Linked DNA regions of Bombyx mori: region 2 is linked to region 1. A link is a contact called in public Hi-C data. All regions are on one chromosome and are shown on one strand. The core of a region is the stretch at or near the end of the contact, and the rest is flanking DNA. Distances in the headings are between cores, read along the strand shown.

Region 1 (5,115 bases), core at 1,945-4,444:
GCTCACTTTCACAATTACGTGGGCAAAGACGCCTGCACAGTTTCTATTTGAATGATTAGATCAATGAAGAATAAATTTATCATACGCAACTTGTTTACGTAACTAGGTTTCAATATGCGCACTCACTTTCGGTCCAGATTTGTTAACAATAAACAATCGCAGATCTGTAAAAAGTTCGTCAAGTGACATTCAAAATGTCAATCAGTATGTCATGTAGACAAACTAATATTTAGTTACAAAAAAAACATTTTGAAACCGATTAAGAAGTCATTCAGAGGTTGGACCATTCAACATCCTGTTCGCTAGATATTATCTGAATAATTGCAGTCTCGCCAGTAACTGGCTGGACCCGTCTGGCCTCTTCGTAGCCTAACTTCTAAACGACCATAATTTCCGAATCATTATCTATATTTGCTATAAGTTCCTACAAATACTCAGCACTAGTGTTGGTCATCAAACTGGATTTGTTTTTCTATTAAGTTTTTCTACTAAGTTTTTTAGCGTCATCGCGACAGAAAGTTAATCACTCATCTAATTAATTTTATAGTATTCCAATGAATAATATTTACTGAAGAGATAACGTATTCAAAGTACGATGTTGGCAGAAATGCAAAGACCATCGCTATGTTATTATGACGAGTCATCATTCGCCAGTAAATGGGTTCATCGCTTAACCTGAATGCGAATATATGAGTCACGTTCAACTCGCACTCTGACTAACCACGGCTACTGTTTCCTGTCACAATAAAACACATCACACAAAAAAAACACGTATTCGTCAATATTTAATTCAATTTATTTAAACAGAAGATACAAGATACAAGAAGCGAATCAAGCCTTATTAAACGAACGTTCAAAGCTGTACAATAGATGCTACCTGGATACATGTCACTTATTTGTTTAGGCAGCCACAGCACGATTCAAAACCAGTAGCTGTGAGCCCAAACATACGATCGTACGACGCTCGAGGGGAATACTTTTTGTTTCTCTTTTTAACTAAAACCACTCGCGCAACCTTCACCAGGGCTGTCCGCCAATCAAATGGTACTCAACATTCAATTGTTACAAAATACAACCGAGCGGTTTCGACGTCGCCTTTCACTTGGCCTAGATATTTTGGAACTGGTCGGACGAAGCGACAATGCAATCGCTTTATCACTTTGCCATATAAACGACAACAAAGCGCTTCCTGCGTAGAATTTAGCCGCTACGAAACATTTAAACTTCAACTGGTCTAGCAGCCCTGTGACGAATTAAATAAAAAGCTCCGGTCGCGAGCTACGGCAGCGAGCCAACCTGTTTGGTTACGGGACGCTAAGACGCCCACGCCACTCAAATCCGCGCTCGACACATGCAACGTTATGTTATAGTGTGGGTAGACGCACGCCAGATCAAGTTTGGACTTGCTTTCGGATACGTCACCGCGTCGTCAAGGAAAAACGCAGGACTTTTTGTACTAGACCCGCAAGACTGCAAGAAATTAACTGTTGGTCCTCTTCTAACACTCGCGTTAGACAGAGATAAAGAAATATTTTTCTGATAAACTTAACTTAAAACGCTCGACAGCACTAACAACGTCCGCAAATTTAAAGCTTTGTCAGCTTTTAGTAATCGTATAGGATACGTTGAATGCATTATGCGAACTCTTCATCATATTATTATGGTCTATATGAGTGATGAGTCTATAGATCATGTATATATGATATAAATTATATACCTACAATCTTAAAGCCTTCCATGATTATAACGCATTTTTATAGCGCGTTCGTGCATAATAATTTCGGAACAGCAAAAAACGAAAATTGAAATTTGAAGCTCCTTATATGGAATACGGAATCGGAACTTTGAACCGATAATATTATAACTAAAAAGAAAACTAGACACTCGAAAATAATATAAATTATTACATTGCGTAACTAAGAAAGGAGTTTTTCATATATTGTTGTATTAAATAGTATTTTCTACCCGCTCTTAACAAAGACATAGACAACGGATGCATGTCATTGCTGACCTTCGAGCCAACGTGGACTGCATGCTTATGCAGTCACTATGCAAGGAACCTTGCAGCTCGATCAACAAGAATTTAACAGCTACAGAAAACCGCGGCGTATCACATTTTTTACTATCCAAGTCACGGACGGTCACAACACAGATATCGTTGCTGTGAGAATAAAAGTGTTGAGAACATAAATGAGAATGCCTCTCGCGGTAAACAGAATGGAAGCAACATCGAATGTCGTTTGGATCGGTGCTCGCAACGATATTTAGGTCGACGGAAATAGCCACGGCACTCTGACCATTGCAATTTGAGCACACAACTTGTGTGTACACCAGCTCACTAGATTATTTAATAAAACTGACTATACCTATAAACGAGCTGGCTTCACGTCTTGTCGCTAGGAAGTAACATCAATATACGTATCACTTACTACAGACTTATCCAAATCACTCGAACGAATTTTACGCTTATATTTATCATTCAAGGCTCTTCATACGGAATCAATCGAAGAGTAATTTAATGTATTATCAAAATCCAAGTCTTTCTACGCCACAGAATTAGCTTGTAAACGATAAATGATTGATAATGCCAGCGATAAGTGTGTGCGAGTTGTTTGCGCAGCGTATACGCCCCGCCCGCGCCTTCTCTAACTCCAAGGCCATTTTATTTACGCACCCGCATGTTTACTATCCGGCCGCTACATATAGACCACGCCACTGAGCACATAAACAGTTGGCGGATTCGCAACGCAAATCGGTCACGTTATACTAGAAGAGAGAAAATGGCGGGAAACGCTCCATTGAGCGCTTGGCGGGAACGGTTGCGCAACCACGTGAAAGTATATTTCGTTAGCGTAGAGATTTATTTATCTACGATTTCTTTTACGATGGAGTCTATTTATGATTTGAGTTGTATGCGGGATATAGAAACAACCTTAAATAATCTAATCATAGTATCACCTACCTATTCTGTGACAGCTCACGGTCAGCTAGATAATATTTAGAGAATTAAATGTTATTGTATGTCGCTGATAATATCATAACATTGACACTGCTTTCTAGATAGCGTTCACAAATCACTTTCAAATTTTAATAGGTTATGTTTTCTATTTCCACGTGATAACATTTGGCGGGAAACTGCTTCCAGTGGTCGACCTTTGAGGTATTACGTCATTGACATAGTTCTCGACTGCAGAAACCGACAGTTTTTTTGTTGTGACTCAGACGTTGGTTTATTATAAATTTTTGCCATGTTACTCTTATAGTTACATGTTCATCGAATTCCATAGCTATAGGGAAGGTTAAATAAAGCGTGACGACGAAAAAATAAATTTAGTGAAAGATATATAAATATATAAAATAGTATTTCATAAAAATATATATTTTATAATAAAATATGATATTACATAAAATGTGATATAATAGGTATTACGTATTAAATATTTGGCGCCGTGAACAAAAAACGAACAAATATGGTATTTAAATCGAACATAAAAATTAAATTTGAATAACATTAATAAAAACAAGAAACGAAAGACTTTATCAATATTCACGAGCACGCGAGTTATATTGTCAAATGTTGATCCGCATTGGCTAGAACCTCGGTAATGTAACCTTGGACATTGTGTGTTGCTAGGCCGATCCGCCCGGCACACGATAAACAAAACTACAAGAATCATTCCGAACTACTAACTCAATATTAATTTGCAAAACGGTCTCATGAGATTACATTTAAATTTATTCCAAATAATGCCGATATCTGAACGCACGCTATAATAAATACGTATGATAATAATAATTGTATTGTACGTATCCTATGCTATATTACGGTTACTAATGTTTATGTAACTTTATCGTTTATTGCGTGCGATGTGTGTTGTTCTGTTATCTCGTCTCATTGTTCTGCGATAATATACTCGTAGAATTGTTTTTAAAAATTAAAATCCAAACAAAAACATCGTTACCTATTTAGAAACTCTTCTTAAATGTTGGCTGTTCTAGTTCAAGAAACATAATAGATATTTTAGACACTTGAAGCTACACAATTTCTAAGCCAAAACATTATCAAACATTCCCGAACACATAATTTATTAGATCACGTCAAAAATGTCTGAAAACTCTTAACGAAATTCACAGCTACCCTCAACCCCGTATTTCACAGGCTGGAAGACCATTACAAAGCAGATTAAACAGTAGTAAAAATGAACGTAAAATTTTTATGGTTATGAACACCATATTTTTTCAGAATTAGAAATGGTCACAAAGCCCGTCGCCGCCCCCAGGGGACTTACAAAAAAGAATTCCGGTGCATTAAGTGCTTTACGGGCTGGCTTTTACAGTCTCGTCCTAGTGGATGAAGTCGTAAATTATAACAAGTCGACTGCAACAAGGTGCAGCCATCGGGGCTACGTTACCAACAGCTTCAGATAGTCGTAAAATCCGTGTACCGATCTATTGTAGTTCCCGCCACGCCTTCGCGGCTTTACTACTCGTTTTATGAATTACAATCGTACTTATATTCAAATGAGCGGTCTATTCTCATCGCACCCTATCGATAAACTGTAACGTCGATGTTAAAGTTATCGCTTTTGTTTTCAGATTTCTTGAAGCCCCGGAAAAGGCTATCGGGGAACGGGAAGAAGTCCCCCGCGCACAGCCACAAGCACGAGTGTGGTCATGGGGCTCACATTCGTCCTCCCAAAGTGGCTCGTCTATCGCAGCCGCATTTCAAACGCACGAGCTAGGCCTTCCTGCACCGCCTACCCACTGCCGGCCAGATTGAACAAAACCATCCCAGGACTCTTGGGCAGCTCTGTGAACCCATTCTCTATTCGTAGCCAAATCCCTCGCGCAGGCCAGTGACGCTTAAACGTTCGAAACCTAAATAAAATCATGTGCTGTTCAATATGGCGGACGGCTTTTTATTTTATGAAATTGTGCAAATTTAATTTTTAATTTCTTAATTTATTTTGAGTACCGTGACGTGTTCGCGCTCGCGGAATATAATAATGTTAAGTAATTTGTAAGATAATTCATAGATAGATACGGATAGCTTATAATTATTATTGATGTTTTACGTAAATTCACTTGTCACGCGACGCATCACAATACAGTTCG
Region 2 (5,115 bases), core at 1,106-3,605, 38 kb before region 1:
AGGAAATTCATGTGGCATAATGAAAAATAAAATATTAATTATAATAAACAGTTTCTGTACACACTACTACATATAGTCTGTAGGTATACGAGTATATAGCAATCTATTTTACGTTATGCTGTAGATGTTTCACATCAAAAAATGGTGAAGACAGTTGCGGGGTTTGAAAAACAATAACATGAGTACACTATGATTATGAAAACAATATAAGTACACCAGGTATCTTTACATTTAGGCCATGAAAACTTCATCAATATAAAATAAAACAGAAACCAATCATGTAATCAAATGACCATCTGGCAGACAGTGCCACAAACCAGGCAGTTTCATAAATAAGATGCATCCATTTTATCTGCAAAAAAAAAGGCTTTAAAAAGACACATGACATTCCATGTACAATCTCAACTATCAATATTTGGCGGCTTGTAATGTCATTTTTAATGGCATATCTGTCAACATGTCGAACAAACAACTCGCAAATGTGTTTATGCAAGCCGAAGTATTCATGAAAACAGAGCATTGCCACACGTTACATTGACGACAGATAATATCAGTCACAATAACGTGGCCTCGAAATATTTCAAACTAATATTTTTATTGCAGAAATTGGCCATATTTAGGGGACGTTTGTCGCCTAATGACCACAATTACTGGTAGTAGGACCTATTGTGAGTCCGCGCGGGTAGGTACCACCACCCCGCCTATTTCTGCCGTGAAGCAGTAATGCGTTTCGGTTTGAAGGGTGGGCAGCCGTTGTAACTATACTGAGACCTTAGAACTTATATCTCAAGGTGGGTGGCGCATTTACGTCGTAGATGTCTATGGGCTCCAGTAACCACTTAAGACCAGGTGGACTGTGAGCTCGTCCACCCATCTGGGCAATAAAAAATAAAAAGCATAAATGGGTGATCTAACGTACGCCATACTGTTGCATAAAATGTTTAACGTAGCGCGAAGACTCCAACTTATAAATGACGTCATTACCTTGAGATATAAGGTCGCAGTCATAATTGTAAAAATGTCCCACTCTTCAAACCGGAACGCATGATTGCTTTACGACAGAAATAGGCAGGTCGGTAATACAGATTCGAGCGCCTAGTGCACGAGACATACATAAAAGATAATCTTTTTCTTGTCCACTTTCCACGAAGTGGGATCGACGCATGATTAGTTAGTAGATAAAGTTTGGGGCAATACTCTATGCGTCCATATAGTCTATGCCTCTAATTTAAAGCATCCCTTGAGACCTGGAAACGGAAGCTTGAGCTGGAAGGTATTGCACAGAAAAACTGATATCAAGATCCTTTGTGTCAAATGAACAATACAATTCACAATACATAAAATCAAATGACAAGGACGTTAGTCATGTTCTAAAGATAGAAATTATATTCTGAATGCTCTGAAAAATGATATAAAAAAGATATACACGAAAACGTACTGACGTTTCCTTATCTCGTATCGATTTCCGGTACACATAACACATACGAAAATCCTATGTAAGGTCATTAATTTTCGAACATTTAAATTGAGAATAAATTCCCTTTAAAAATAAAAAAACAAGTTCTATAAATAGACTCTAAACCGCTATGTCTTGTTCATTATCGTATGCACCTGCAGGGAAAGTATTTTTTGTGTATCCTGTATTTGAAAACCATCAAACATTCACGCAACATCTGTTTGAAACGGAAACATTTTTTGTGATTGCAGCCATAGTGTAATCCTGCAGCACTGATTTCCGTTATTTAGGTCAAAAAGTATCTTAAAATAAGTTTACTTTGTAAAAAAATAAGCCAATAGTTTTTACGGGAAATGCAGAAGAATAAGATACGTTACTTTCTTAATTTGTTATTGATCTATGTTATTATAATTAATTTTCTTTTTTTATTCAATCAAACAATATTGTAGAAACAATAAACGGAAAAAAACCGTTCGAGTTCTTAAAATGTATGGTGAATAATAAATTTAAAATTCATACATTGATAAAATATCTTGATGAAATATCATGTTTGATCTTGTTAAATGCAACAAGAAACAATACGCTAAATAAAATAAACTATTTAAGGAACACAATCTCAATTAATTTGTCGTTAATTACTGCATAGAAGAAGCTAAAAATCGAAAACTGGATTTATAAAAATAATGCTGAAACACTCTACTGAAGGACCGGGTGCATATTCCGATGAACGTCGTTTCTTATTTTTTTGTTGCGAGTACGCGGAAACAAACGGCGGCAAACAATTTTCCATACAAACTCAGGCTCACCGGAAAGTACCTCATTTATTTCCCGCCATCCGGTGTCTCGACCAACCGAAATTTGGCGCCTAAATTTTAGCTAGCCAATAGGACAAATGGCCGCCATTTTTATCCAATCAGCACCGAGCCCGCGCTCTGGCTACGCGTCATTGTCGTATCTTGAAAATTAGTACGAAGGTAGTGCAGTGAATGAACCCCGTCTTCAAATCAAAGATTTTCCGTGTAATAATAATTAAATACCTTAAGGTGAGTGTCCAACAGTATTTAATAGTTAGCTATAGGTTTTCATAAATTTTCACGTAATTTTGTTTAGTTTTTAACTGAAAGAGAAATAAATGTCGCAATATTATTGGCAATATTTGAATGAGACAGTTAGTCTAACACGGAACTAATTGAACCTAGCTTGTGACAAAATTAATATTTTCGATGTAATAGTATTAATTTACAAATAACTCTTGTTTTTAACATGAAAATTTCCAGATAGACGCTACTCAAATCTAGTCAATCGAGTTTTGGCAAAATGGCGTCGAGTTTTACCGTGCTATTAATACATTTTCTATCCTTGTCACACTTGAGGTTTATTTACCATCGCGAAAGAGATAGATATATTTCTGATAAGCGGTATTGAATTATGCTGCAACAACACGTAACCAAGACACGTCCTCGTTCGTCGTAAACAAGTTAATTCAAAAATGTTGCCATGATTTTGCGTTACGTTGCTTACTCTTATCCAGAACACAACAGAGATTAGTTAAATAAACTATTAACCAATAATTTACTTGAAACGTGTACACGCAAAAGTGTTATATAATGATGTTTATAGTCAGTATTTTTCTTAACTTTGCATGATTAAATTTTGTTGTTTTAATGTGTTTGTGAGTAGGTTTGTAAACTATAATATAATTTTTGTTTACAACTAAATATCAATATTCATTAGTAGATACCTAATTAAGCCCGCTTAATGTGGAGGAGCTTATTAGTAAATGGAAAAAACAAGGTCGAACTTTCCATCATCTAAAAAATTATTCGAAGCTATTGCCATCTAGTGAAGGAAAAATGTACTATTTACTGTCCTTAAACAAAACCGACGCTTGCGCTGCATTCGCAACTATCGAAATGCGTGCGTGGCGCTAGTATCGCCCCAAGCTTGGTAATTTTTTTCTTGTTCGTCGACAAACTGGCGATCGTACTCCTGTTGTATGGACGTGCGACGTCACCGCGTGACTTGCCGCGTCATTTACGACTTGTTTACACTAAACCAATAAATACGTTTTCTTATTAGTGCGGGATGGACTATACCTTATCTGAATAGTTAAACCAATATTGTTTTGCGATAAATTGAAACTGACCTTGTTTGTGATAGGTGAAGACAACGTCGTGGATGTTAATCGGTGTTGTGTTTCGCTGTTTGGACTCTATTGAGATGTCTGCTTTGAGTGTGAGGGCGCCCGGCCTACAGGCCACGACGACTGTGCTGGACACTAGGTCGCTTCGAGTTCGCGGAGTTACCGCTCTCGATGGTGTCAGAAGGAATTTATTCGGCTGTACCGATAGAGAAGAGAATAGAAGATTCGTTGAGAGAGAATTGGCGAGACAATTGGAATTGGACAGTCAAAGATGGGGCTTCGATTTTGCAAATGAACAACCTTTACCGGGCATTCAGAGATTCGCGTGGCAATTAGTACCAGCGTCTGCAGTTCCGGTAGCGTTAAGAAGGTCACCGATCACAACCTCGATGCCGAAACAGAATACATCCACCCAGGAGGCTAAAGTTTCAAGTCCAGAGAGCACCAAGACCCAAAAGAGAATAACAGGTACGTAACATAACTTTAATCTAAGCACATTCGTAATTTTTTATTAACAGCCAGTGACAACTGCCAAACTGTATAATAGTATCTCGAGCTCACCGGTTTCAATCCGATAAACAGAGATGCATGCACATTTATTTATTTTTTCTTAGCTCAGAAAACATAGTGTGTTGCTGATAAGGCGATAACGAATGCAATGTCACTTTGATTTGACATTTTCGTGTGATATTACAAGATCCGAATTCGAATTCATTACCTGGTTGATCTAATTTAATATGTTTTAAGCATTGATTACGTGTAACAATGTACAATGCTCAATGAAGTCTTCACTGGCAGACGCATCGGCGCGTTTCTTAAATAGGCAGTTGCATAGTCTTGGCACTAACTCGTATATTCTATACGTTCTCTTTACAAACATAACGTAATACACACTATAGCCAGGTATTAATAATATTATTAACTTTCGAACAAAAACAAATCGGGCACATTCTAATTTTCAATTACGATGATGTAAAAAACTGCCCTAAGTAACTTGATGTTTCTCGATTTTTTTTCCATCAAGGTGTCGCGTACTTCATAAAGGGTCCAATTATAGACCTCCCATTATATAATTTGTAACACTGTAATTAAAAAATTGTAGTCTTTTCTTGAGTAATTTCGAATGAACTTTCGTCGAGTTTAAGGGATAATTAGAAGAAAAAAATCTAACTGATTATTATAATGTTTGTAGGCGTCGCAAAACCACAGACCCTAATGAGTAACTTGAACTTAAACAAAAAACAGTTTACTTTATTATTAAATTATGAATAAACCGCATGTACCATTTAACCTAGATTCGCATTGTTTTGATACAACGCCTCCGAGTGAGATATATTACGAGCCTCCCACACGTGTCCCATTTTATACATTTTGACATCTGCGGCTGAACTGGTAAACAGAAGATAAAGACGTACACATTGGCAAATATTTTTTTCAGCTCAACCGAAAAGTTACGGTCTCATAGACTTTTTTTTAATTTGCAAATTCCTCGATAAACTTTTATACTGAATAGGTA

The links. A called contact is a pair of places that touch in the nucleus more often than the background predicts.
Region 2: a contact with region 1 is called in a Hi-C map of middle silk gland, with 2.8 times the contacts expected there. The contact joins the promoter of LOC101739436 here to the enhancer-like site in region 1. A contact is called at or near these places in 6 of 7 Hi-C or Micro-C datasets (middle silk gland, midgut, posterior silk gland and 1 more).

Annotation. Positions count from the first base shown.
Region 1 is chr14:5,805,445-5,810,559 of ASM3026992v2, reverse strand. LOC101739436 reads left to right here. Exons shown (of 3, transcript XM_004922589.5): 3 at 4,597-5,115. The coding sequence ends at 4,742. Among protein-coding and RNA genes, the nearest start is that of LOC101739436, 37 kb to the left of the region's middle. Within about 2 kb of position 3,194, at least 8 of the 8 cell types and tissues checked have open chromatin away from gene starts, as enhancers often do.
Region 2 is chr14:5,842,277-5,847,391 of ASM3026992v2, reverse strand. LOC101739436 reads left to right here and starts at 2,355. Exons shown (of 3, transcript XM_004922589.5): 1 at 2,355-2,499; 2 at 3,617-4,067. The coding sequence starts at 2,443.